Linked DNA regions of Mus musculus: all the other regions are linked to region 1. The links are chromatin contacts, called in public HiChIP or PLAC-seq, Micro-C and promoter capture Hi-C maps. All regions are on one chromosome and are shown on one strand. Each heading gives the region's core, a stretch centred on a gene start, on an enhancer-like site or on the middle of the called end of the contact. The rest is flanking DNA. Distances are from core to core; before and after follow the strand shown.

What was found. Promoter capture Hi-C pulls out the DNA fragments that hold promoters and counts their contacts. Hi-C and Micro-C count contacts between places; a contact is called where the count stands out from the background. HiChIP or PLAC-seq counts read pairs in DNA pulled down with a chosen protein or histone mark.
Region 2: a contact with region 1 is called in a FOXA1 HiChIP or PLAC-seq map of pancreatic cancer cells. The contact joins the promoter of Kdm1a here to the promoter of Zbtb40 in region 1. A contact is called at or near these places in 1 of 39 promoter capture datasets (the HPC-7 cell line), 2 of 484 Hi-C or Micro-C datasets (Th1 cells and embryonic stem cells), 3 of 115 datasets of contacts at active chromatin or transcription factors (astrocytes, bone marrow-derived macrophages and pancreatic cancer cells) and 2 of 9 other capture datasets (adipose tissue and pancreatic islet).
Region 3: a contact with region 1 is called in a promoter capture Hi-C map of embryonic stem cells, with 2.7 times the contacts expected there. The contact joins the promoter of Lactbl1 here to the promoter of Zbtb40 in region 1. A contact is called at or near these places in 3 of 39 promoter capture datasets (the HPC-7 cell line, embryonic stem cells and hippocampal neurons), 2 of 484 Hi-C or Micro-C datasets (embryonic stem cells and hematopoietic stem and progenitor cells), 7 of 115 datasets of contacts at active chromatin or transcription factors (T-cell acute lymphoblastic leukemia, embryonic stem cells, forebrain and 3 more) and 2 of 9 other capture datasets (adipose tissue and embryonic stem cells).
Region 4: a promoter capture Hi-C map of hippocampal neurons shows a contact between it and region 1, with 4 times the contacts expected there. The contact joins the enhancer-like site here to the promoter of Zbtb40 in region 1. A contact is called at or near these places in 12 of 39 promoter capture datasets (the 3T3-L1 cell line, the HPC-7 cell line, embryonic stem cells and 5 more), 1 of 15 datasets of contacts at CTCF or cohesin (embryonic stem cells), 2 of 484 Hi-C or Micro-C datasets (the G1E-ER4 cell line and embryonic limb bud), 10 of 115 datasets of contacts at active chromatin or transcription factors (the HPC-7 cell line, T-cell acute lymphoblastic leukemia, astrocytes and 5 more) and 1 of 9 other capture datasets (adipose tissue).
Region 5: a contact with region 1 is called in a promoter capture Hi-C map of hippocampal neurons, with 3 times the contacts expected there. The contact joins the promoter of Cela3b here to the promoter of Zbtb40 in region 1. A contact is called at or near these places in 2 of 39 promoter capture datasets (hippocampal neurons and liver) and 2 of 9 other capture datasets (liver and pancreatic islet).
Region 6: a promoter capture Hi-C map of neural stem cells shows a contact between it and region 1. The contact joins the enhancer-like site here to the promoter of Zbtb40 in region 1. A contact is called at or near these places in 9 of 39 promoter capture datasets (the 3T3-L1 cell line, the HPC-7 cell line, the SN4741 cell line and 5 more), 17 of 484 Hi-C or Micro-C datasets (CD4 single positive thymocytes, CD8 T cells, the CH12 cell line and 12 more), 6 of 115 datasets of contacts at active chromatin or transcription factors (T-cell acute lymphoblastic leukemia, astrocytes, embryonic basal ganglia and 1 more) and 1 of 9 other capture datasets (adipose tissue).
Region 7: a Micro-C map of embryonic stem cells shows a contact between it and region 1, with 4 times the contacts expected there. The contact joins the promoter of Cdc42 here to the promoter of Zbtb40 in region 1. A contact is called at or near these places in 4 of 39 promoter capture datasets (the SN4741 cell line, cranial neural crest, maxillary cranial neural crest and 1 more), 1 of 484 Hi-C or Micro-C datasets (embryonic stem cells) and 4 of 115 datasets of contacts at active chromatin or transcription factors (astrocytes, effector CD8 T cells, kidney and 1 more).

What each region holds. Positions count from the first base shown.
Region 1 is chr4:137,047,010-137,050,728 of GRCm38.p6, reverse strand. It overlaps Zbtb40 (zinc finger and BTB domain containing 40), which reads left to right and starts at 2,034. Exons shown (of 19, transcript NM_198248.1): 1 at 2,034-2,083.
Region 2 is chr4:136,601,047-136,604,765 of GRCm38.p6, reverse strand. Kdm1a (lysine (K)-specific demethylase 1A) reads left to right here and starts at 2,043. Exons shown (of 20, transcript NM_001347221.1): 1 at 2,043-2,534. The coding sequence starts at 2,181.
Region 3 is chr4:136,620,624-136,624,342 of GRCm38.p6, reverse strand. It overlaps Lactbl1 (lactamase, beta-like 1), which reads right to left and starts at 1,722. Exons shown (of 8, transcript NM_001243262.1): 1 at 1,602-1,722; 2 at 986-1,058. The coding sequence starts at 997.
Region 4 is chr4:136,650,358-136,654,076 of GRCm38.p6, reverse strand. Ephb2 (Eph receptor B2) reads left to right here. Exons shown (of 16, transcript NM_010142.4): 16 at 1-3,719. Among named protein-coding and RNA genes, the nearest start is that of Lactbl1, 30 kb to the right of the region's middle. Within about 2 kb of position 1,711, at least 45 of the 459 cell types and tissues checked have an H3K27ac peak or open chromatin away from gene starts, as enhancers often do. A contact at or near this core is called in the G1E-ER4 cell line, the HPC-7 cell line, astrocytes and 2 more, where this site is marked.
Region 5 is chr4:137,428,591-137,432,309 of GRCm38.p6, reverse strand. It overlaps Cela3b (chymotrypsin-like elastase family, member 3B), which reads left to right and starts at 1,790. Exons shown (of 8, transcript NM_026419.2): 1 at 1,790-1,850. The coding sequence starts at 1,811.
Region 6 is chr4:136,680,164-136,683,882 of GRCm38.p6, reverse strand. The region is part of intron 6 of Ephb2 (Eph receptor B2); the gene reads left to right. Among named protein-coding and RNA genes, the nearest start is that of Lactbl1, 59 kb to the right of the region's middle. Within about 2 kb of position 1,727, at least 30 of the 459 cell types and tissues checked have an H3K27ac peak or open chromatin away from gene starts, as enhancers often do. A contact at or near this core is called in CD8 T cells, the G1E-ER4 cell line, the HPC-7 cell line and 1 more, where this site is marked.
Region 7 is chr4:137,355,897-137,359,615 of GRCm38.p6, reverse strand. It overlaps Cdc42 (cell division cycle 42), which reads left to right and starts at 1,857. Exons shown (of 6, transcript NM_009861.3): 1 at 1,857-1,970.

The DNA.
Region 1 (3,719 bases), core at 785-3,284:
GGAGATGTAGCTCAGTGGAAGAGCCCGTGACTATCATTTGCAAGATCTAGGTTTGATTCCCAGCACTGAAAAAGAACCTATTCTCTGCAACCACTGTCACGAAAATTATGTATGCATAGTGGCCTCTTTTCTTGTGATCCCTCCTTTTAATCCTTGTGTAATACAGAACCTGGCTTAGCAGAGGTGCTTAAAACTTGCTTGAGATGCAAGTCACCTCCATTTCTATGCAGAACAGTGGCCAGTAGCCACATTGTTCTTTAAAAACACTATAATTTAGTACTTACTTGTGGAGCACCTATGTGCTGAGCACTGTCATAGGTATTTCCTAAACCTGTCAGCTCTACATTGGGGGGGAGGGGCTCCTGCTATAAGTGGGGGATCAGTCCTCCCAACAGCCATAGGTGAAAGTCTAGAGGCTACGGAAATGATAAATCTGATGCTGATGGTGATCTGTGTGGGTAACAGTGGCCAGGTGACCGTGCACCTGGTAGGGCCCTATCAGATACTGGTTTGACTGTGGCAAGAAGGTAGTGGCCGAGTGCTGACAAACCACCGACAGGGAACATGGTGTGGCACCTTGTCAGCTTGACACAACCTAGAATCTCCTGGGAAGCGTCTCCCTAGGGGATTGTCTACATTGGTTTGGTCCCTGTGTGTGTGTGTGTGTGGGGGTATCTTGAGTAAACCAATGTCAGAATACTCAGTCCACTGTGGGTGGCCCCATTCCCCAGGCAAGGAGTCTTGAACTGTGCCTGCAATCCAACTGGGCACAAGCAAGAACATGCATGCATTCACTTCTCTCTGCTCTATGGATGTGGTGTGATTAGTGGTTTGAAGTCTTTGTCTTGCCTTGACTTCTCCAAGGTGGTGGACTAACCTGCAATTGTAAGCTGAAAAAAATCTTTCCCCCCTTGGTCCTCCTCCTTCTTCCTGGTCTTATTATGTAGCTCTGGGTGTCCTGAAACTACACACACACACACACACACACACACACACACACACACACACACACACACATCAAGGTAGCCTCACAATTCAGAGATCTGCCTGCCTCTGCCTCCAAAGCACCAGGATTAAAAGATGGGTCACTAAGCCTGACTCATTAGACTTTTTTTTGGGGGGGGAGGGGGTTCAGGATATTTTATCACAACAAAAATTAACTAGAACAGCTGCCCAGAGTGCTCTAATGACCCAGAGTGTTCTAATTATTTATCTTCAGCAGTAGCTGCAAACTGCAGTCACAGTATTAGATGACAGAAATTTGAGTGACAGCTCTGCTCCATAGGTTCGGTTTCTGTTTTAAAGGTATTGCATCAAGTCGAGCTGACAGCGACAGTGCTGGGGACGACTGAATATTGTCATTGCCCATGGAACAGCTGTAATCACATTGGGAGCTAGACATAGCAACGAGAAGCCTGGATCTCGGACAAATGGGTCTCCATGTGATGCAGGGACAGCTCTCATGACCAGTGCCAATGGGGCTCATGTTAACTGGATCCGATTCACATCCATTTGACTGCCAGGACACTGGACTCGGGGTTCATAACCAGCGTGTGGTGCTATAGGTTAAAACGTGAGAGGATAATGGCAAAAGAAACCCCGTGTACACCCATACCAAGCCCAGTCCAGAAATCAGTCTCGTTCTCGCCCTGCACATGACTGTTTGTTACAAAAGAAGGAAAGAAATCTTTGTCGTCTCTTCGCAGCAAACCTCAGAAGTGGCTAGGTAAGGGATGGATCATGCTATGGAACATGCTAAGGAAACATCTCCCAAGGTACTGTGAGGCGAAGGTCAAAGGTCAAGAGCAGACCAGGTTCCAAACTTGGAAGCCTGCCATTGGTAGAAAGCGTGCACGTGATGCAGGGACAGCCTTCTCGCGAGACCGTCCCCCAGCACGTGACTACGGCGTGCGCACATCCGGGCTACGGCCCTCGGCGTTTTCCCCGGCCCCAAGATGGCTGCCTTTTGGCGTCTCCAGCGCTGTTGAATGGAGAAAGCTTTATTGTTCCCTTCGGGCAGGAGTGTTCGTGTCCTCAATGGCGCTGTCAATAAAGAACGGCAGTTTGAATCGGTGCTGAGCAGGTAACCATAGAAACGGCGCTGGGACTCTGCGCGGAGACCCCTGTCGCGGCGGAGGCTCCCGAGACTCCCTGAGTGAGGGGCGCCCCAGGACCCCTGGGGGACGCAGGGGATGCGCGGAGCGAGCTCCGCCTGGCTCGCGTCGGTCACAGCCGCCGCCGTCCGCTGTCCTCGGGACGTGGCCCCCGGGAACAGCCCTCACTTCGGGCGCAGCCTAGGTTGTTGCGTCCCGTGGAAGGACGCGGGACACTGCCTGGCATCTGCGGCCCTCACTCCCCGGCTCCCGGGCTGTGCTGCGGACGCCCCGGCCCAGAGGGCTCCCTCCCATCTCTGCTCTCAGCTTTTGTTTATCCGCTGTAAAACAGTTGCGGGGAAATAGAAGTCGTGGGAAATAAAACTTCAGCTCCCAGCAGTGAAGTTGCACGGAGACGCAGCTATGGTCGTTTTTTGTTTTCTTTTTAACGGGTTGTCCGGCCGCTCGCCTGCCGCGGGGCGGGGGAGTGCGCGCAGTTGCCCCGGCTGCTTTTCGGCTTTGATGGAAAGGTCCATAAAGCCAGAGTCATTTCTCTCCGGCGCTTTACAGAAGTTTGCCAATCCTGGCCCGAGGCACAGTTGACACGATATGTGACTAGCTTCCATGATGCCGTCAAGCTAGTGGTCTCTCATTCCTTACAAAGCTATCACCCGCCCAGTGTGTGCAATTGGCCATCTATTTTATGTCTCTACGTAGCTTTGCAGTGTATTTTCCCTGCACAAAACGTGAAGTGTGATTAGGGTGTGCTAGCTTATAGGGCTGGCAATGTGAGGCTGTCGCTGGGAAATCCCCCTTGTATGATAGCCTAGGTCACATTACCTCAAACTGTAAGTTTTCTCCCTCTGGGAGTGCTCTTCCTTGGAATTGTATCCAAATCTTGGTGTGGGTTATAGCTGTTTAAGCAATCAATGTAGGGTTAGGGTTAGGAAGTGCAAATTTTCAGTGCTTGGCATAAATTATGCTCAATGTAGACATGGTTCTTCGGTGACAGGTTCCCATTCTGTCTTGTGCTTGTTTTGACACAGACCTCATGTAGCCCAGGCTGGCCTGGAAATAAATAAATATACGTATATGTATTTGTGTGTGTGTATATGTATACACACATATTATATATATACATATATATATATATATATATATATATATATATATATATATATATAGGCTGGCCTGGAAATAAATACATATACATATATGTATTTGTGTGTGTGTGTATATGTATATGTGTGTGTATATGTATGTATATATATGTATATATATATATATATGTATATGTATATATATATAGGCTGGCCTGGAAATAAATACATATACATATATGTATTTGTGTGTGTATATATACACATTTATGTATATATGTGTATATACACATGTATATACGTATGTGTATACATATATATGTATATGTACGTGTGTGTGTGTGTGTGTATATATATATATGTATATATATATATACACACACACATATCTCCAGTTGGTTGGTCTAGAGCTCCTGCTCCTCCAGTCTTCCTCCCAAGTGCTGAGGTTACAGGCGTGTGCCTCTTGCCAAGCTCCATCACCCAATTTTTTTTTTTTTCTTTCGAGACAGGGTTTCTCTGTGTATCC
Region 2 (3,719 bases), core at 794-3,293, 450 kb after region 1:
ACAGTTGCAGCCAGGGGGACGGGAGAGTAATACGCTCACATCTTTTACACCATATATCATATCACCTGCTTATGATGGAAGAGCAGGATTTAGCCCTAGACTTCCTTACATTACGAACTCTTCTCTAAACTGCTCTCTTCTCTTCCTCACAAAGCTTTCTCCAACCCCTCAATATAATTCTACCACACTCACCAATTTTGTTAATTGTGACCATGAAAACATACTTCACACATGGGACATACGTGGTCCTGTGAACACATTTTTTTTTTCTTCCTGCGTACTGTTTTTGCTTTTTGGTTTGTTTTTTGAGATAATGTTTCTCTGTGTAGCCCTGGTCAGCCTGGAACTTGCTCTGTAGACCACCAGGGTGGCCCCGAATTCAGAGATCTGCCTGCCTCTGCCTCCCAAGTGCTGGGATTAAAGTCGTGCACCACCACCTTCAGGCCTAGTTTTTTTTTGTTTTTGTTTTTAAAGTCTATTTTGTTCACAGAGTTCAGTGAATTTTAGTGAATACTCACACCTCTGTAAGCATCACCCCGATCAAGGTATGGAGTTTCCTCCAGCAACCTTCCTCCTGCTGTTCTGTGTTCAACTTCATCACCTTGGAAGAATTAAACAAACCAGCAAAACCCTGTAACAGGGCCCCAAATCTTAGTAGGCTGAAAGATCTTACCACAGTTAACTCAATGGTGGAAATACCATTTAAGCTGTAAAACTTAACACATAGACAGTACCACCTGCCAAAACTAAAACAAAGGCTTAATCCATTTAAGTCCGTAGTTTTGGGAAATGGACTGACCTTGCTTTTTGGCTTCTGTAGTTCTGCTTCTGGCTAACTGAAGCTTTTAAAAAAGTTTTATTTATTATTTCTAAGTACACTGTAGCTGTCTTCAGACACACCGGAAGAGGGCATCAGATCCCATTACAGATGGTTGTGAGCCACCATGTAGTTGCTGGGAATTGAACTCAGGACCTCTGAAAGAGCAGTCACTTCTCTTAACCACTGAGCCATCTCTCCAGCCCCCCATCTCCCCAGGCCCCAAGTAAATACTTTCTATTGGCTTAAACCCATGCCTGCATTCTTCTCTGGTGAATATCTCATAGCCCCCCAACATCCTATACATCTCAACATCTCATGAATAAAACACCCACATTCACAACATTAGAAAGAACTGACCAAGCCGGGCAGTGGTGGCACATGCCTTTAATCTCAGCACTTGGGAGGCAGAGGCAGAGGCAGGTGGATTTCTGAGTTAGAGGCCAGTCTGGCCTACAAAGTGAGTTCCAGGACAGGCTGGGCTATACAGAGAAACCCTGTCTCGGAAAAACCAATCCCCCACCCCCCTCCCCAAAAAAGAAAAAAAGAAAAGAAAGAACTGACCTAGGTTGAAGAAGTGTTATGCGCCTGGAGATGAGAGGCATGGAGGAGGAGGCATGGTGGCGAGCATGTGCAGCCTCAAGAAAGAAAATAAACACGGCTTGGAGGCAAGAGCGAGTCCACTTTGACTCAAACCAGAAATTCCTCATTTCTCTCTATTTTATTACCGTGGAAATTCGTGCACTCTTTATTTCCCCACAGTCCAAGCAGGGCCATTATGAAGCTAGTTTCCCTAGCTCTAGGGATAACTCGGGGCCATATACATTCTGGGCCAGTGCTCTAAAGGTTGAGTTACAGAGCACAGGATAATTAAGTGATCATTAATTAAGTTGTACTTCAGAGTGTTCCCCTGTCTCAATTAGGTAGTAAGCCCTCTGAAAGCCGGAATTCCATAATCCACCCCTTGTCCTGCAGGGAGAGTGAATGTTATTAGTTGAAGTGACTAGTGTATGGGGTGAATATTGAGAGTCCTTGATGAAAACGGTCGGGCTCAGAACCCGAAGTCAGGCGGATATGCTGGGTCGCACTCCCAATCGCAGGGGGCGCTCTAGGTCAGCCTCGCGATCGGAGCTGCGGCGCCGCTCTAGCCTCCAGGACGTCGCTCTCTGGTCTTGAGCCGGGGACAAGCGGCTGCTTTTTTGTCCTGGTGCGGCGGGAGCGCGCAGGGCGCGTGCGCACGCGGGGGTGTTTGGCTTCGCACGGAGCGTGAGAGGTGCGGGGCGGAGAGGCGCGAGGCGGCTGCGGACCCACGGAGCGGCAGACCGATCGGCCCCTGCGGCCCGCGGCGGCCAGGCGGCCCGAGATGTTGTCTGGGAAGAAGGCGGCGGCGGCGGCAGCGGCAGCGGCGGCGGCGGCGGCTGCTGGGACCGAGGCCGGGTCCGGGGCGGCGGGCGGTGCCGAGAACGGCTCTGAGGTGGCCGCGCCGCCCGCGGGCCTGACGGGCCCCACCGACATGGCTACGGGGGCGGCGGGCGAGCGCACTCCCCGAAAGAAGGAGCCTCCGCGGGCCTCGCCGCCCGGGGGCCTAGCCGAGCCGCCGGGGTCTGCTGGGCCCCAGGCGGGGCCCACAGCCGGGCCCGGCTCCGCGACGCCCATGGAGACCGGAATAGCCGAGACCCCGGAGGGCCGACGGACCAGCCGGCGCAAGCGGGCCAAGGTGAGGCCGTGATCGAACCGCTGGTCCCGGGGACCGGAGTGGGGCCGGGGGAGGGGAGGCCCGGCCTTTGTGCGGGGACCCGGTGTATCGGGCGCTGGAGGGTGTGACCCTGATGGTCTGACTGGGAAAGATGGCTTCCCGACGCGTTTGTCTACCTGTGTGTCTGATGTGTGCGGACGGCGGACGGCTTCTGGGTTGTGTACACCGGGGAGATGGGTGTGATGCTCTAAGAGTCAAGCTGCATGAAAAGAAAGAGACTTTTTCTTTGTTTTTGAAAGGTCTTGCTGTACGCCAGGTACGCGTAGACTCTTATTTCTTTCTTTCTTTTTTTTAAAGATAAAATAATAAAATATACAAAAACCAATCGTTTATTGTGCGTGTGCGAGTTGGGGTCATAGGATAGCTCGCCTGAGTCCTTCCTGTCTTTCCGCCATGCTAAGGAATCGAACTGAGGTTGTCAGGCCTGGAGGCCAGCGCTTTCTTGGGGCCCGGGTAGACTTTTTCAAATTGTGGAAGCGAATGAAGAATACCAGTTGGACACGGGGCGAATATAAAGATAAAGATTTGGCATCAAATCCAACACTATCCACAGATAACCTCTGTCTCACACCCCAGTATGCCAGATGGTGCATTTGGCACAGGGCCAGCGTTTTTCGTTTTCCCAAACACCACTGGACTGGTATTGTTAGCTTCATTTTAAGAATGAGTAAAAAGAGGTTTGCAGTTTCAGAGTTTGGTGTTTTGACAAGGTGTAATTCGATATTGAAACAAACAAACAAACAAACAAACAACCCTCTGGGTCAGTAACCTTGCTAAGCATTGGTGTGGCTTTATTGCACAGTATTAGCCTTAACCAGAGATGCTTAATCTGATGGGGAAATTGGAAATACATATGGGTTTGTAATAAATACAAGAAGTAGTCTAAGGGGCTGGAGAGGTGGCTCAGTGGTTAAGACTGCTGACTGCTCTTCCAGGGGTCCTGAGTTCAATTCCCAGCAACCACAACCATCTCACATCTGTAATGGGATCTGATGCCCTCTTCTGGTGTGTCTGAAGACAGCTACAGTGTACTCAGATAAATAAATCTTTAAAAAAGAAAGTAGTCTAAGGATATGGCTGAATGGCACAGGACTGGCCAAGCAGAATTGAGAATTTGTGTTTCTGTTTGTAGCACTGCAAGATAAA
Region 3 (3,719 bases), core at 473-2,972, 430 kb after region 1:
TGCATGTGTGTATGTATGTGTACATATGTGTGTATGCATGTGTACATGTGTATATGTGCGCACATGTGTATGTGTACGTGTGTGTATGTGCGCACATGTGCATTGTGTATGTATGTGTACATATGTGTGTATGCATGTGTACGTGTGTGCATATAGAAGTCAAAAGTCAACATCAGATACCTTTCTCCATTATTCTTGTTTTTTGAGGCGGGATCTCCAGCTGGAACATGAGGCTCTGTGACTAGAGGAAGCCGACTGACCAGAGAACTCCAAAGAGCTGCCTGTCCCTGCCTCCCCGGCACTGGGATTGAGGGTACGAACCACTGCCCCTCAGGTTTTTTATATAGTACTGGGGATTGAACCTGGGTCTTTGAGTACTTTACCAAGTGAGCCATCTCCTAGCTACTTATAACTTTTCAAAGGCCTGAACCAACCAAATATCCTTCAATGATGAATGAAAATATGACTCATAGGTCCATGCAATCGAATGTTACATAGCAACATAAAGAATAGAGTATCTATATATATAATAATATGTATAAATCTTAAATGCACTGTGCTAAGTGAAATAAATAAACCATTCTCAAACGCGGACGGATTGTAGCATCATTTGTATAACACTCTGGAAAGGGCAACAAACAGAACCTGAGCTCAGCTCTGCACCTTCCAGCTCTGGACAAATGACTTCACCTCTTGAAGCCAGAAGACTGCCCCTCCCCCCGGGAGAGCTCAGGTGAGCCCCTACAGAGCTGTGCAGGAAGCATGGATCGATTGGCAAACAAGTTGTGTTACAATAACAAGTGTTAGCTCAACTGTCATAGTTGCTTTACTTGTTCCAGAGAGAAACAAGCAAGAGCAGAGGCTCCGGTGGGGAAGCAGGTGAAGCAGCCAGGGTGGGAAGGAGGGCAGAGTCACTGAGCAAGCAGCTGAGGAGGAGCTAGGGATGTTGACCAAGAAAATGTGTGACTTCCTGATTGGGACTCACCCGAGTCTTCATCTTCCTTAGGGCATGGAAGATTCCAGCTCCTTGAGGATTCTGGCCTGCAGCGCAGGAAACCCTGTGGACAGGAAACTAAGAGAAGCAAAGGCAAGAAGAAGTGGGAGCAGTGGGGAGACAGGGCCCGGAGAGATGGCTCAGAGCTTAAGAGCACTGCTGCTATTTCAGAGGATCTGGGTTCAATTCCCTGCATCTACATGGTAGCTCACAACCATCTATAACCACAGTTTCTGGGGTTCTGACACTCTCCAGGGATGCCAGACCTACCCATGATACAAGCATAAATGGGGAAACATACATACACATAAAATTAATAATAAAGACATGTCCTGGGAGAAGAAGGGACAGAAAATAGCTAGAAAGGGGGTAAAATGAGGATGGTGGGGAAGGAGGACCCCACTTCCCAAGCTCAGAAGCCTGGCTGATTCGCAGTGCCTGATTGTCCAGGACTATCCTGCTTCTTGCACTAGAAGACCCAGAACCCCTTCTATCTCAGGCAAACCTGAAGGAGGGCACCAAACCTACCCCAAATCTACCAGCCTCTAATTCCAGCTCCTTCCCCCACAACCATCTGCCAGGCCCCAGACTCTCACATTTTACCTACTTCCAGAAGGATCTAATGGAATCCACAATTCAGCTCTTTCAACCGGGATCCCTGTGTTTCAAGGGTCTTCCTGAACGCTCAGCATGAGCTTTGCCCAAACTGCCAGCAGCCGTGACAGATGTGGCCCTCATTTCTCCAGCTCTAATCCCTCGCTGTCCTCTGCCTAGAGGATTAGCTTCCCAGGAGCCCTGGCAGCAGGGAAGCTGGGCAGATGTATCAGAGTGCCGGACATCTATGCCATGTGACCACAGAAGCTATAGTCCGGGGGCATGAAGAAACTCAGGAAAAGAGGTGACAAAAGACAGCTACCAGGATCTGACCCTCAGGCCCTTAGAACCCTTTTCCAAGCTCAAACCAGTTCACCAGTCACCTCTGAGAACACAGGTGTGAGCCTTTCTATTAAGTGCCCAGGAGAGCCACTGTTACCTGGAAGTGAGACTCTCTCGGTTTCTTTGTAAATGAGGACAATAATGACTACAGCTAATTAAGTAGGAGAGTGCTTCTAAGGCAGAAGCCCGTGACCTGCCCCTAGGAGGGGCTGGCTCTGCCAAGGCTGGCACTCATGACTTGGCTCTGGTATCAAACTCCCAATCTGGTCCAAAGGCTGACTTTAGATTTTTTTTCTAAGTCTAAGAAAATCTAAGACTGACTTAGATTTTCGGGAATGTCAGAGGACAACTCGCAAGAAGTGGTTTTCTCTTTCCACTGTGTGGGTCCCAGGGATTGAATTCAGGTCATCAGGCGTGGTGGCAAGCACCTCTACCTACTGAGCCATCTTACAGGCTGTCTGTGTCTTTGATCTGCACAGGAACTGCAGGAAGAAGAATCTAGCTTGTCACACTTTCCATCCATCCAAAGGAGCTGATATTCAAAGTTCCCAGGAAGAGCAAGGGCTAAGATTGGAACACAGGACACAGGTCCCCCTCCCCTGGTCCCCAAAGCCTTCCTTATATCTCCATCTGACTGACTATGAGGTCGTCGGGGGGTGGGGGGGTGGCATGTCAAAGCTAGGACTGATGATCTGAGTCAGATAGTTTACTGCAAGGGCCTGCAAGACTTCCCTTAGGGGACCCACCCATGTCTCAATGACTCCACTGTCTTCTGTGGCACTCCTCCTGGATACTCAAGTTGACCCAGCTTCTGGAGGCAGGTGTTTCTCCCTTGTAAATCCGGATTATTTCCAATTCAGCTAGAAGAGAATCCACACCATGTCATATAGCAAATCACCACTAGATGGCAGAAGGTGTACATGGAATGTCCCAGCTTGCTCTTCCTTTAAAGGTATTTTACTGGAGAATTGGTCTTCAGGTTCTATACCTGTGAAACAAGAAAGATCAAACACACACACAGACACAGATACACATTCATATACATACACACACATACTCACATACATACAAAGAAACACACCAGCACACACACATATATACACACATACACACACACACTAGCACATAAACACACACATACACACACTAGCACATAAACACACATACTCACAGCCACACATATATGCACACATATATACACTTGCACACAGTCACACACTCACATATACACTCATACTCACAGAGATACACATAAACATGCACATACACACATGTACCAGCACACACACGTACACATATATACACACACAGCACATACTCACAGACACATATACACACATACACACATACCAGTACATATACATACACATAATAGCACACACATACACACATATACACAATCACACACATACACACACACACACACACACACACGTACATACACATATACACACTCACAGAGTCACACACTCATACACATGCAGAGATACATGTAAGCATACACATATATACACATACACAATGTGCCAGCACCTGTGTGCACACATGCGTGCTCTCTCTCTCTCTCTCTCTCTCTCACACACACACACACACACACACACACACACATACACACACACGTCAGAGAGGAAGGAATTGGCCATCTTCTTTTTTATACAAGATATCTCATATTTCCCTTTAAAATATTGTATTTTAATTATGTGTGCTCTGTGGAGGTCAGGAGATGGAGAGAGGGCGTTGCAGGTAGCTGTTAGTATATCAGCATGGGTGCTGGGAACCAAACTCGTGT
Region 4 (3,719 bases), core at 462-2,961, 400 kb after region 1:
TCCTCCCTGTCTGCTCTCATGCTCTCCGCCCTGTTCTATCTGGCACTTCCCAGGCACAGAGGCCCCTTCAGGTTCCTGGGTGCTCTTCAATGGCCAAAACTCGATTTCATGTCTGGGAGCCTGGACCAGGCTACCCGGGAAGTCAGGACCCTGATCATTCACTGTGACACCCCAGCCCTCCAAGGGTACCCCGGGAGACCACGTGACTCTCTCTCTCTCTCTGTCTCTCTCTCTCTCTGTCTCTCTCTCTCTCTCTCTCTCTCTGTCTCTCTCTCTCTCTGTCTCTCTCTGTCTCTCTCCCACTCCTTCTTTCCCCGAGGCCTTTGCCTGGGTCTGAAGGTCTTGGCCAGAGGAACACCATCATCAGTCAAGGGGTCTGGCCGCAGGCTCCCCTGTGAGCAAATGCAGGGAATCCGAGCAGAACAATCGGTTAGTGAATTGAATGGAAATAAATGCTTTAGTTATAAAATGACCCCTGTACTCTGTAAGTTCCAAGAAAAAGATCCTGGCACCTTTGGGACCTGCCAAATGACTTTAATGCTCTTGCAAGGGACTCTTCCCCCTGCCCCTCAGGATCCAAAAGGCCCAGGCTGAGGAAACTCATGGAGGCAATCAAACAAACAAACAAAGAAGCTCATGTAGCCTTCTTAGCCTAGGGTCATCAGAAGCACAGGCAGAGAAGCGTAGGCACTGGGTTGGCTCAGCTCTGCGTTGCGTGTACAGTGCCTGGCTAAGTAAGCCACGTTAGAAGTGGTGGCCCGTGGACCCCATTCAGCCACAAATGTAACCCCCTCCCCCACACAATGCTGTCTCCTGTGCTAAGGGCTCGGACTTACTGTGAGTAGTTCTTTTGTGTGGAGGAGGAGAAGGAGGAAGAGAAGGAAGAGGAGGAGAAGGAGGCAGGAAGTGTGTGTGCTGCAGATAAGACTGTTAGAAGAGGAAGGGGTATCCCAGAGACAGCTCATCTCAGGACCATTTCCTTTGTCTGGTGAGCATCTTTGAGGAGCCTATCCATGGGGGAAGATTGAGGCCACAGGCCACCAGCAAAAGACCCTGCAGTGAGCAAAACCATCGTGGCTCAGCCTGTCATCTGTCCTTCACCTATTCTCAACCCGGGAGCAGAGGGAAGGAAGGGATTAGAGAGGAAGCTTGTCCCTGGGGTAGGGACAGCGGGCCTGGACACAGGGCAAGTATTGGCAAGTTTCCCACAAAGCAGCAAACAGCGGCCCGTTGGCCATCCCTTAATGGCCCAAAGACACCCAGCGCGGATGGCAGCTGTCCCAGCACACAAGGTCACCTTCTGGTGGGAGCTTCTCTGATGCTCTGCAGATTAACTGTCTCCCCAGCCCACCTCCCACCACCCCAGAGCCCCACGAGGCCTGGCAGTCAGTGTTTCCGTCAGATGGCTTCCTGCCTTAAGCCACTAGGCTGGCGTCTTCTAGCCAGCTCATCTGCCCATCCACCCTCTAGTGCCCAAAGTATTCGTGTAAAGCCGTAGGACTCTACATGTCTACTTCCAGAATACGGGTGCTATCCAGACCTTCTGTCTCCTCTTCAGGGTACCAAACAGACACCGTCACTGTGGCAGTCCTGAGTGTAGGCCCTGCTCACTTCTCAACTACAAGACATCGTCCTCCCCCCACTCCTCAATGCTCAGCAGGGAGTGGTAGGCCCTGCTGCCAAGCGCCTTCCACTTAGGCTGCCCGCTCACATGGGCACACAGCTTGGAGCTATCTGCTGCCTAGTTACTAATCCCTTCCTGGCTCCACCCCCCATCCATCTCCCCACTCCCAGCCCCCCCAAGCACTAGCTCCCACCTGCCCAGCATCAGGAACCGCTTCCGGCTGTTCAGCCCAAGCTTGTTTCTTGAGGAAAGAAAGCTGTTTTGTGAACCTGGGCCAGGGCACCATGGAAGTGGGGCCAGCTGCTCTGGGAGAGTGTGCCTGGAAGAGCCACTCGGGGCCAAGTTAAGTATGACGGAGCTGTGCCACCCACCCCAGAAGTCTCACAATGGGCTGTTAGTGGCAATCAACAGGCCTGTTCCTGAGCCGGTATTGAAGGTGTCTTGCTGGTAGGTTGGTAGCACGCTTGCCTGGCATGCACAAAGCACTCGGTTCCACCCCCCAGCACTGCATAAACCGGATATGGTAATATATGACTGTAAACTCGGTACTCAAGAAATGGAGGCAGGAGGGTTAGAAGATCAGTGGCATCCTTAGCTACTTAGTGAGTTCAAAGCCAGCCTGGGCCACATAAGACCTTATCTCTAGGAAAGAAGTTATGGTCAATAGTGACATCCTTAGTGCTAGACCCACTGCTTCTGAGCAGACACAAGAGTAGCAGAGAACACTTATACAATCTACTTACCAGCTGGGCCTCAAGTCCACCCTTTCCAGTATCCAGAGCGCCCACCTTCTCTATGGCTGAGAGGTCTATGCTGCCCCCTTGTGGGCACTCACTAACATTGCACCCCCTCATAGATCCCACCCCTTGCTGAAGGACTCCCACCGGAGACCACCACCCACCCCAATGCCACCCTTGCTTCTCCAGGTGCCTGTCATTTCCAGGGACAGTTCCCAGAGGAAGACCTTTGGCAGGGAGAGGTGCAAATGCACTCAAAAGACAAGATGTAACCTACTTCTGTCACTAACTAGGGCCACGGGCCCCAGGAGAGACTGTTCCTCACTGGGCCATAGCTTCTCATCTATAAAACAGGAGCATTAGGCTGGGTGCTGCAGGCCTGGAAAACCCTTTGTCCACCTCGGTCCCGCAAAGTAAAACACTGGTTCAGGGCCACGGCTCCAGAAAGGGCCACAAGCCTTGGCTTCCCCGCACCAGGGTCCACCCGAACATGGTCACTTAGGCGCAGAAAACAAAGGAATCCAGCTCTGGCGTATGAGGCAAGAGAAAACCAGATGGGATGGGCTATCAGGGTGGGCTTTCAGGGGGAGGCTACAGGCTGAGAGAAAGGTCACTCCAAAACGTAGCAGCTTCAACAGTGCAGCGCAAAAACATCTGGAGGTGTTGTGGGGCATGAGTTGGTGTGAGTGTAGGGCATGGAATTAAGGTCCAGCCACAGAGGCTACCAAGCAGAGATTAGTAGGACTACCATTAGATTATAGAGCAGTGGTTCTCAACCTTCCCAATGCTGCAACCCTTTAACACAATTCCTCACGGTGTGGTGACCCCCAACCATTTGTTGTGGTTTGATTTGGCTTTTTGAGACAGGGTTTCTCTGTGTAGCCCTGGCTGTTCTGGAACTCACTCTGTAGACCAGGCTGGCCTTGAACTCACAGAGATCCACCTCCCTCTGCCTTCTAGGTGCTGGGGTTAAAGGGGTGCGCCACTACCACCTAGCTCATAAAAATGTTTTCATTGCTACTTTATAACTGTAACTTGGCTATTGTTATGAATCATGATGTAAATATCTGTGTTTTCCAGTGGACTTAGACAACCCCTGAGAATGGAGTCATTCAACTCCCAAAGTGGTCACGACCCACAGGTTGAGAACCAGTGTTCTAGAAAAAAAAAAGAGTCAGTTTCAGCCATCAAATCAAAAGAGGAGCTTCCAGCAAGCCCCTGGAAGAGCCCTCGGGACTCCAAGAGAGCCCAGACTCTGCCATTTACTTTCCAACACGGACAAACCCGACTCCACTTCCGCAGCCTGGGAGAGAGGAGCTTGGCTTTGTGTTCCCTGATTCATCTCTTTTTATTTTGAA
Region 5 (3,719 bases), core at 541-3,040, 380 kb before region 1:
AAAAGAAGAATGCTGGCTTGTGCCCTGTGCCCTGTGCTAGTGTGTGGCTCGATGGTGGCTCTCCGCATGCATGAGGCCCTGGAATCTATCCCCACCAATAGGGGTGGGGTGGGGGAGTAAAGCGGCTGAGGAGGTGGATACATGAAGAAGGCACGGTGCGGCCAGCACTCGCAAGGCAGAGAACAGGGCTCTAAACCAGCCAAATCACCAGCTCTGGGGTCAGCAAGAGACCTTGCCCCTGCAGATAAAGGAGCCCAGGGAAGGTGCCAGCATCAAGCTCTTCAGCTTGGTTGACAGTGCGTTGGCAGGATCCTCACCAAGCTCCTTTAGTTAAAGCTTTCGATTGCATTTTTGTTGCTTCTGTGTGTGTGTGTGTGTGTGTGTGTGTGTGTGTGTGTGTGTGTGTGTGTGTGTGATGGGAGTGGGTGCACATGCCCCAGCATGCGTGGAGCTCAGAGGGCAACTCAGAGGAGAGGAGTTGGTCCTCTCCTTGTAACAGGTGGGCCCCAGGGATCCAACTCAGGTCGTGAGGCCCGATGGGCGTCTTTAGGTGCCAGGTCATCTTAGCAAGCCTGCTTCCTCTTTTATATTCCTCTCTTTCCTTCCTTCTCCTCCTCCCTGTTCCCTTCTCCTCCTCCCCTCACCTGGTTGCTTCTTCCTTGTCTCCTCTTCTGTCTCCATATCCCTCTCCTCCTCCTCCCCCTCCTTGACAAGGACAAAACCAAAGGCCTTACTTTGAGGCCCTGTGTTGTGCTTCCAGACCCATTTTATTTTTTTGCTTTGAGACAGGGCCTTGCTGTGCAACCCTAGTTGACCACCAACTCATAACCCTCCTGCCTCAGCCTTGGAGCAGCTGGGAACACAGACGATGCCACCTCACCCAGCTCCTCGTTGACTCCAGACCCCTGCCCCTCTTTTTTCTTGAGCAAGCCACTCCTGAGTTGAGTGTCTACCCTCCACCCGTTCCCATGGCTGGCTTCAGGACTCACTTGCATGCATATCGTCTCCAGAGTCAATATGTCACTCTGCCTCAACCTCCCAAGACAAATGGGAAGGGAGGGGTCCCCTCCTGATCACCCATGTTTTGTTTCCGTATGGCACCCACCCTCACTGGTTAGAGACAGCTTCTTAAAAATTTTGGCACTTGGGAGGCAGAGGCAGGTGGATTTCTGAGTTCGAGGCCAGCCTGGTCTACAGAGTGAGGTCCAGGTCAGTGGGGATATACAGAGAAACCCTGTCTCAAAAAAACCCCAAAAAACAAAAACAAAAAATTGTGGGTTCATCTTGTGCCATCACTAGGCAGACTGTGAGCAGACTGGGATCATGTGCTGTCTGCTCACAGCCCTAGAAAGAGCCCTAATACAGCAGAGAAAGTACTCAGAAACAGTCTCTTATGGAGGTGGACATCAATATTAATCCCATGCAGGAGACTAGAGCTCTGAGACACCATGGTCAAACTAAGCACTCAATAGACAAAGCCAGGATCTGAACCCAGGCCTGATCAGCTCTGCTATTCTAGCCTTCCCTGGGAAAGCCCGGCCTGTCTAATAGAACCCTTTGCCTGTCCCTCTCTTATCAGTTGGCCGTTCTCTACCACTTGTGCAATCACAGGTTGGAGGAAGTCTGAGGTCCCTCCTTCAGCTCCTGCTCTCTAATCTACAGTGGTTGGTGTGTGGCCTTGGGCCTTGAAAAAGCTGGTGTTCTGCCACCTGTTGTGGGAGTGGGGTCTGGGGCCAGCCCTTCCACCTGCCTCCGGCACTATATTAAAGTCCCGGTTCCACATCTCTTTCTAATCACCCTGAAGCTCACCATGCTCCGACTGCTGAGTTCCCTCCTGCTTGTGGCCCTTGGTAAGCCCTCAGCTTGTCCCATGTCTCCTTGCTGCATCAGCCTGGGAGCCCCTGAAATATGACAGACCCTCACTCTTTGCCTCCCTGGGTGACACCCCATACCTACTTCTACAGAAGGTCTCAGCTTCAACTAGGACAGGACTGTAGGGCCTTGAGCTTGGTTCATGGCCAGGAGTGGAGGAGGCAGGCAAGCTTCAGATGACCCAGCTCAGAAAGACTGGGAGCCCACGGGGCAAGACTCCTTGAGGGGACAATGGATGACCTCCTGACTTAAGGTCTGAACTCTGAGGTTTGATGGCTCCAACTCAAACTTTCAGTCTTCTGTGACACAGCCCACAAAGCTTCCCTTGGCCGACCATATTGTACCCGATGGCATTTTCTAAGTGTCTACTATGTCAGGCAGGTGACGGTGGGACAGGTTGTTTTTCTTCTATGACCCCAGGTAAGTCAGCCTAGTTTGGAGTCAGTGGGGAAACTGACTTTTAAAGTAACACAGCCATCCTGAGTCGGTGGCCGAGTTTCACTTCGTACCCAGCTGTGTCACTCAAACAGCCACTTCATAGGTCAGTCACCTTTTTTTTTTTTTAAAGATTTATTTATTTATTATATGTAAGTACACTGTAGTTGTCTTCAGATACACCAGAAGAGGGCATCGGATCTCATTACGGGTGGTTGTGAGCCACCACGTGGTTGCTGGGATTTGAACTTCGGACCTTCGGAAGAGCAGTCGGGTGCTCTTACCCACTGAGCCATCTCACCAGCCCTTTTTTTTTTTTTTTTTTTTTTTTTTTTGGTTTTTCGAGGCAGGGTTTCTCTGTATAGACCTGGCTGTCCTGGAGCTCACTTTGTAGACCAGGCTGGCCTCGAACTCAGAAAACCGCCTGCCTCTGCCTCCCGAGTGCTGGGATTAAAGGCGTGCGCCACCACGCCCGGTATAAATCACCTTTTTAAAAAGAATTTTTTTTTAATAGAAAGTCTCATGTTATAGCTCAGCCTGCCTTTCCTTGAATTCCTAGCAATCCCACTGCCTCCCTCTCTCAAGCACAGGGACTACAGGCCTGAGCTAGCATGTCACTTTTAGCTGCCATTTTTAATTTTTTTTATTACATTTATTTATTTGTTAGGGACTGTATGTGTGTTACAGAGCTCACGTGGAGACCAGAGAACAACTTGCAGGAGTCAGTTCTCTCTGTTGGGATCCCAGGGATAAAACTCAGGTCATTAGCCCGGGTTACCACGCAGCCAGCCCTCTTTTTTTCTTTTGGGGTGGGGTAAAAGATTTCACTCTGTTAGCCCAGGCTTACCTCAAACCAGTGGCTGATCCTTTGAGCTCGAATCCTCAATGCTGGGATCACACCCTAATGCCCAGCATTTTGGTTTCAGAGTTTGGGGGCTCCCTGACTACCAGGCTCAGTCCCAAGTCTTTAGTCTTTGAGATAAAAGAGACCCTGCCCTCCTCTGACTCTGGGAAGCCCTGTTGTAGGTTAAATGCATAAACACTACTTCATACCTGGCTAGTGAAGTCTAGAGAGGGGAAGGGCTCCCCCTCCTCTTCCTCCCCTTCCTTTTCCTCCTCCTCTTCCTCCTCCTCCTCTTCCTCTTTCTCTTCTTCCCCCTCTTCCTCTTCTTTATACTCCTCTTCTTCCTCTTCCTCCTCTCCCTCCTCAATCTCTTCTTCCTCCTCTTCCTCTTCTTTTGCTTCTTTCTTTTTCTTTTTAGACAGGATCTCTTTGTGTAGCATTGGCTGATCTGGAATTCACCATATAGGTCAAGCTGGCCTTGAATATACAGAATTCAGCTTGCCTCTGCCTCCAAATGCACCATGCTCAAACACCAGCTCTCCCACCCCGACCCCTTTCTTCTGAGGAC
Region 6 (3,719 bases), core at 478-2,977, 370 kb after region 1:
CCCTCTCCCAGTCTAGGCCTGGTGTGTACTCTCCTGCCAGCCTCAGGCTCAGCCTGCCGGACTCTCCGTTGCCTCTCCTGCCCCTGCTGTGAGATCTTAGGCAGGTGCCTTGCCCTCTCATTGTTCTGGTCCAGGGGACGGGCTGTCTGTCTGAACGATATGCCACCTTCATTCAGACCTATTACTGTCGAGACCTCTTCAGTCTTGACCTCAGAGGCCTGAGTTTGAGATAAACTGTTTTTCAAAACAAAACAACAAAACTGGTCTTCACCGGTTGAAAGCATCTGTCTATACCCTATGCGGGGTGGACCCCTAGAAGGGCCTCTGGGAAAGATGGACTTCTGATCAAACTAAGGTGTCAGTGACTAACAGGAAACCCACAGTTGAGGGGATCCCACAATGGGTTGACAATGAAGAGAAGGGCTCTTCCTATAGGCTGAGGGAAGAAAGCCAGACTTCCTCTAAGGCCCTCTGAGTCTACCGTGGCTTTGTCTCCACCCAGGCACCTTGGACTGCATAGACGGATTTCTCTCTGATCTTTTAGAATAGACTCCACTCCTCTTTGAGAGACCTGTGGCTGGAAGCCACGCATGTAAGACAAACAGGCAGAATCAATTTGCATCCTCAGGCAGTCAAACTTTGCCCTGGGGGGGGCCTCCATCTCCACCTGGGTGGATGGCAGAGGAGACTGCCACTCCATGAGGAGGAAGAAGGGGCAGACACCAGCACCAAGCATGTCCCTGGTCCCCTGCAGAGGTGAATGTGTGGGCTCCCTGCTCTCCTGCCTGTCTCCTACAGGGTGGGCTAGTATTTCAGGACAGTGCCACATGGGACCAGAGACCGTGAGCGCCACATAGCACAGGCCTCCAGGAGTGGACATAGCAGTTGGCCTCCCGTAGGGATAAACACCAGAGGCCCTGTAACCTGGTGCCTAGACCTAGAATTCCTCTTCCTTCTACCCATAGAGACCACAAGGACCCCAGAGAAAGGTGCCTAGGACTTCTGTTCAGACTAAGCTGCTGGTAAATGGTTGATAGAAAGCCCTTTGTTGGGGGTGAGCTCATAGTGAGCAGGAAATGATGGGGGGGTGTCATGCTGTTGGGGCTCAGGGACTGTGGCAGCTAGGCCTGCGGAAACCCACTCTCTGAGACCCCCGCCTAGTCCCCATCAGCCTCTGGGTTAGCAGAGATCTGTTTGTCACCTATTAACCCTGTCTCATTCATGCGCTCCTCATGATCATGGACTTCCCCCCTGCATATCCCAGTGTCCTGTGCTGCTGTCAGGAGCCACCTCTCTCTCTGGTCATCACCTTCTCCCCAGAGCTCTAAGCTGAAGCCTAGAGAAACCCAGTAGATGAGTTGAGTGAAAGAATGAAAGACCCCACCCCCACCCCCCACATCACTACAGTGCCCAGCTATCTTAATCAGCTGTCTCCCCTCAGAGAAGCCTGCACCCCCCCCGCCCCAACTCCTACCCCAGCCCCAGCTTTTGACTTCTCCATCATATTCTTCCCTCCCTGGTCTCTTATCCCTGCCTATCAGCATCTTCAGGGTACCAGGAAACACCATCACTTCTACCAGCCTTGAGCATCTTCCCACAGCCTCTGCCTCTTCTCTGGAAAGCCCACATGCTGGCAGCAAAGGGCCTGGTCTCCCTAGGGTGCGAATGATGAATGAGAGCATTGTGTGGATGGAGCAGAGAGTGAGGGATGGAGCTCATGAATGAAACAAAAACCAGAGGCAGGCTGGCCACTTGGGCCAGTCACTTCCTGCCCCTCACCACCCCAGCCAGCCCCAGTTCCTACTTTAGTATTTCGCCATGAATGTCTTGACCTTCTCTGAGAAGCTTTTCCATGCTGCCAAGACCAGGGCCAATGTTGAATCCTCTCTTGGCCCTCTGCTGATAGCTCTGAGCCACCGTGGGTGAGACATTAGCTCTGCTGTGTCCTGGCGCCTGGTATACAGTAGACATTCCATAAGTACTTGTTGATGTGTTGAGCAGTGGCTACTGAGAGGCCTGAGTGTCTCTCTTGAAAAAAATCTCACTGGGTCCTGAAGGACTTTGAAGGGGCTCCCAGTCTGGGTAGCTGGACAAAGGAAGCTTTGCCTTGCAGGGGCCAGTGTCTCTGCTCCCTCCAGCAAGGACAGCTTAACAACTGATTTTAGAAAGAAAGAAAAGGAAAAAAAAAAAAAACAGAAGAAAGAAAAGGGAAAAAAACTAATTAAGAAGCCTTGTGATTAAATGAAACTGAAAGTATTTTTCCCCAAAGATTGGAGCGGAAATGAGGAATCCCTCTGTGGTCCTGACTGCGACCCATTTCCTAGCGCACCAGCCAGGCCTGGGAGCCTGGCAGAGGTGTTGGCTGGGGTGGCACTGCTCTGCTTTCTTTGGGACCAGGTGGCTCCACAGTAGCCAAGTGGCTACCTGGTCACTTCTCACAGTCTTCGATGTGTGCGGGGGACACCACACTATCACCACAATCGTCCTTGGAATGGTACCCCCAGGCACTGACGGGAGGAGAAACTGAGGGACAGAGGCCCATGTGGCCTGTCAGCACTTTGTGCTGAGAGTCAGAAGGAGGATCTACCCTCCATCTCCCTTTCTTACTCTCTCTGGTGCTCCTGCCTCCCGGCTTTCTCCCATGGTTACTTCTGAGATGACCAGTGACATGTAGCCAGGTCCCTGTCGGTTAGCCCGTCTGCTCAGTCTGAGTGTACATGCCATCAAAGGACAGCCACTGGGTCATTTGACTTCCACTGTTACCAGCTGACGCTGGCTGCAGAGGACTTGGCCATCTGGGGGGCGGGTGTGGGGGGAAGGCTCAGACAGTAACAGCCGTGTGAAGTACTCTCCATACGAAGAAGGTCTCGGCGGTGGGAAGTACCCAAGCATGGCCTGCCGCCATGGCGCGGGTGAGAGGAGGCCTGTATCCGGGACATCTGAGCTGAGGTTTGAAAGCTGAGAGAAGTTTACAGAGGGGTGTGTGATGAAGGCAGCCATTCAGGCAGCAGGCGCAGCGGGCTCAAAGGCCCTGGGGCAGAGTTGAGCAGCTGCGTTCAGAGAACAGAGAAATGATCTCAGATCTCAATATGAACAACACGCAGGGGAGAGAGAGCACGCCACGGGGGAGCCGTTGGAAAGGGAGGCTGGCTGGGGTGTGTCCTGCCTTCCAGGCCTGGTGAGTCTGGATTTGATTTAGAGTCTGATAGAAGGTTCTGGAATGCTGGGATCTGACTCCAGTTGTGTTAAAGATCCATGCAGAGTACTAGAAAGTAGACTGGGGGGAGGGGGGGGTGGCCAGAGACACATGGGACATGGAGTGAGAAATGACGGGTGCTTGAGTTGGGAGGTCGGCAGCAGAGGTGGTGAAAGATGACAGGGTGGGCGTTTTTGATGCCCAGGGCCCCTGGGACATGGCAGGATGACCCTGTGGATGGTGCTGGTTCCAGAGGCAGGGGATTTATAAGAGTAGCATAGCACTTGCTAAGCAGGATATCCTGGAGCAGATGCCAAGGGTCAGCGGAAACAGAGGCCGCAGCGCCTGGGGTCATTCGGAACCCAAGGAGAGGGAGCCAGTAACTGGTCAGGGATCCAGGATCAACTTCTGTTCTGATGCCTCAGCCTTCCGGAGTCACCTGGGAAGGTCAGTCAGGTTGCAAGAGTGAGGTGTGTACCTGACAAGCCATGGCTGCCCCTGACTGGTATCTAGGATCTGCCCG
Region 7 (3,719 bases), core at 608-3,107, 310 kb before region 1:
CAAACACTTGGGTGACATCCCATCAAGATACAGCAGCTGGTGGAAAGGCCAGACATTGTCTGGGACATTCATGGGACTTCGAGGCAGGATAAAAGAAAGGACACAGCCAACCTGCCTTGGGAACAGAGAAAACTGTACTTTCTCTCAAGCCAAAGAAATTGATGAGGTTTTTTTGTTTGTTTGTTTGTTTTGTTTTGTAATCACAAGTTGCCATTTATGGTCATCGGAGTGGAGGGTGTGGCTGAGTGGCAGAGCACTTGCCAAGTATCTGGTGAGCCCTGGGTCCTCCCTGGCATCGGAGAAAGGCTAGACAACTTCGATCCCTATAGGGTGAGATTGCCCACATAGGGAAATGCCCACAGGGTAGAATGCAGCCTTGCTATAAGCGGGGCTTCGTTCGACACAGAACGATGTTTACAGTACAGCTTTGAAAGAAGTAGATTGCAGGCTGGGAGGTGGCTTAGAGGGCAAAGTGATTGCTGCGCAGGTGTGAGGACTTGAGTTCGAATCCCTAGGGCCCACATAAAGCTGGATGCAGGAGCACACATCTGAGGTCTCAGAGTTCTGCCTCCTTAAGACACACCCTCCTGTTTTTTGAGAATGGATGTTTTGTATCCTAGGACACTCTGAATCTTCTATGCAACCAAGGGTCACCATAGATTTTTCTGCTTCCACCTCCCAAGTGCTGGGATTACAGCCATCCATCTCAGAGCTTGGATTATGAATGTGGTAGAGGCACTAACGTGGGGCTTCGTGCATTCTTGGCAAGCTCTCTACCGACTGGGCTACATCTCCAGCCCGCAAGAGAACATTACTGAGATAAGGTTCCTCTAATGTTGGGGAGCATCTGACAGAAGGCTAGGCTCTCTATTCTCCAGCAGCTAGTACACGGCCAGAGAAGGCAGCTATTCAACAGGCGCCGAGATGACAGGGAAGAGAAGGATTTGATAGGTCAGATCCAACCAAAGGGGCCAGGGGAGAGCACTCAGGGACAGTAAATGTAGGACTTTTTTGAGGGGGAAAGTCTTTAGTTCTAAACAAAACCGAGGGTGATACTCAACTCCCACTCCAAAAACAGACAGATAAAGCTGTGCACAGCAAGTCACTTCCTCTCTCAGAGAAGCAAAGAGGCAGGCTATGGAGGGGCACGCCTATAAGCTCAGCACTTCGGAGGTAGAGGCTTAGCAGTTTAAGATCAACCTCTGGTACCTAGTTAAGCATTCAAATCCAGGCTGCGCTAAACGAGATCACGTCTCAAGTTATTAAAAACAAAACAAAACAAAACAAACCCGGTAGCCTGGGTATGGTGATGCACACCTTTAATCCCAGCACCCAGGAAGCAGAGGCAAGGGATTCTCTGAGTTCCAGGCTAGCCTGGGCTCCACAGCAAGTTTCAATACAGCTAGGGCTACCCATGGAAAGAAACTCTTGTCAAAAAACAAAAAACAACAACAAAAAAGAGAGAGACAGCTCAGGCATGGTAGTACATTTCTTGAAATATCAGAACTCTGGAAGCAGAGGCAGTAGTATTGCTGTGTTCTGGGACAGCCTGGTCTACATAGCCATTCTGGGATAGCAAGGGCTACATAATGACACCCTGTCTCAATAAAATAAACAAAAATATAAAAGTAAAACATATTTACAACACTTTTCTTCACGAAGTTGCAAGACTCAAAATAAACTTTAGTTACAACACCGTGCACATCATTGTTCATAGTTTTATTACGGATAAAAAATACCGTTAAAAGGCGCAGAGAGCCAACCAGAGCATGCAAGGAACGCAGCCCGCGCGCGTGCGCGCCAAGGGGCGGAGCCCGAGCCGCCCTCAGCCCCTTCTCTCTCTTTGTCCCTCCCACTTCCGCGGGCACCCAACCATGCGTCCCCTGCGTGCTGACGTCAGGCGCGTGCCCCTGTCCGGCAGCCGAGGAGGCCCCGCGCAGTGCTGCCAACGCCCCGGCGGAGAAGCTGAGGTGAGTGCGGGGCCCGAGAAGCCTCCCTGCGGGAGCGTCTTCTGCGCCGCCCGGTCCCCTTCGCGTGTCCCCCCCCCCCCCGTCCTCTCTCGGTTCTCGAGGATGCTCGCGGGCAGGGGCATCCCGGTGCTTGCGGGCGGTGGGCCGCGAGGGAGGGCTTGCCGGGGTCGCGTGCGCCCGCCGGCCCGGGTTCTGAGGGAAGCGAGGCGGGGTCGCGGCGAGGCTTAGGGCTGGAATGGCGGCGCGGCGCGGCCGGGGATGGCGGCGGCCGAGGGCACAGCCCGGCCGAGCTGTCAGCGGCGGCGGCGGCGGCGGCGGCGGCGAGAGGACCGGGCACACCCATCCCACCCGCTCCCCTCCCCCTCCGGCCGCCCGCGGGCTCCGAGGCCCCGGGGCGCGGGGTGGGAGACGCCCGGTCCGGACCGGGGTCGGAGGCCGGGGGCTGTCTCTCCGTTGTGGGCCTCGACTTCCTGCTTCCCCGGCCCCGCCACGGACGCGTTGCGGCTGGCGGGGGAGGGGAGCGGAACTGCGGCCGCAGGGCCGGGCCGGGCCGGGGCCGAGGTGACGGACCGGGCGGCTCTGCGCCTGCGCCCCTCGGCGGTCTCCAGCCCCGCGCCGTGTCCTCTCCTGCCCCGCGGCTCCCGGGGCTCTCCTGCCGGGGCCGGCCTCTTTGCCATCCGGGACCTGCCTAAGCACCTCCCGAAACCCCGCCTGGCCACTTACTCAGTTCCTCGTTCCTAGCAGGAAATTTTCTTTGTCGGTTATTATTACTATTTTGTAAATTCCTCTTTCCACCCCTTTAACTCTGGGAGAAATTCAGTGTGGAAGATTACGTCATCGCAGCATAAGGGGTGAGAGTTTTAACTCCTACAAGTCAGGGCTATTCAAATTAAGACAGCATCTTGCGGCCTTTGTGGGTCAACCCAGCACATTGGTTCAGAGTAAGGTGGCAATTTTTTTTTGTTGTTGTTGAAATCCTGTTGCCTGTCTTCAGGCTGCCTGAGATGCACCTAAAATACCGAAGGTTCAAAATCTTAGGTTTAAGTTATTTTGGTCAGGGAATATACACTGTCTGCAGCCACTTGTGTAGGTATGATCTTTAAAGGACCCCTTGGCTATATACTCGGGTGAATTGCAGGAGCAATTCTTTGCCACACTAATTGTGACTTACTTGATGTAAAGAACCCAACTTCAGTGCATGGTTTGAAGAATGAGGTGAAAAGAGAATTTCGTCATACCCCTGATTTGTCTTTGTTAGGATTGCAACTTCAAAGTTGCATGCTTTAGTTTTTCCATTAAAAGGGCTTTTGGATTTTTTTTTTTTTTTTATCTTGAGACAGGGTCTCCATATGTAGCCCCGGTTAACCTTAAACATAGAGGGACCTCCTAGTCTCTGCCTCTCAAGAGCTGGGCTTACAGGAATGAGCTACTTGAATTACCAACCTTGATTTTAATTTCTAACCCTAAAAACTTGAGTAATATTTTTAGATCACTAGAATGGTGTGTCCTTTGATTATAGTACACACTAGCATTGAAGAACATTAACACTGCAAAGCAAATGATATCCAGTGCATCCCTGTAAGGGTGGCTCATGTTTGAACAAGACTTTTCCCATTATTGCTCATTTGTATAGAAAATGATGTTTGTAAAATACTGGAGTGGTGGATTCAAATTGGCTTTCTGTAGTTGGTAGTTGTGGAGCTTGAATCTTCCAAAATCTTCCAAAATTTGTTAGCCTTAATGTGACAT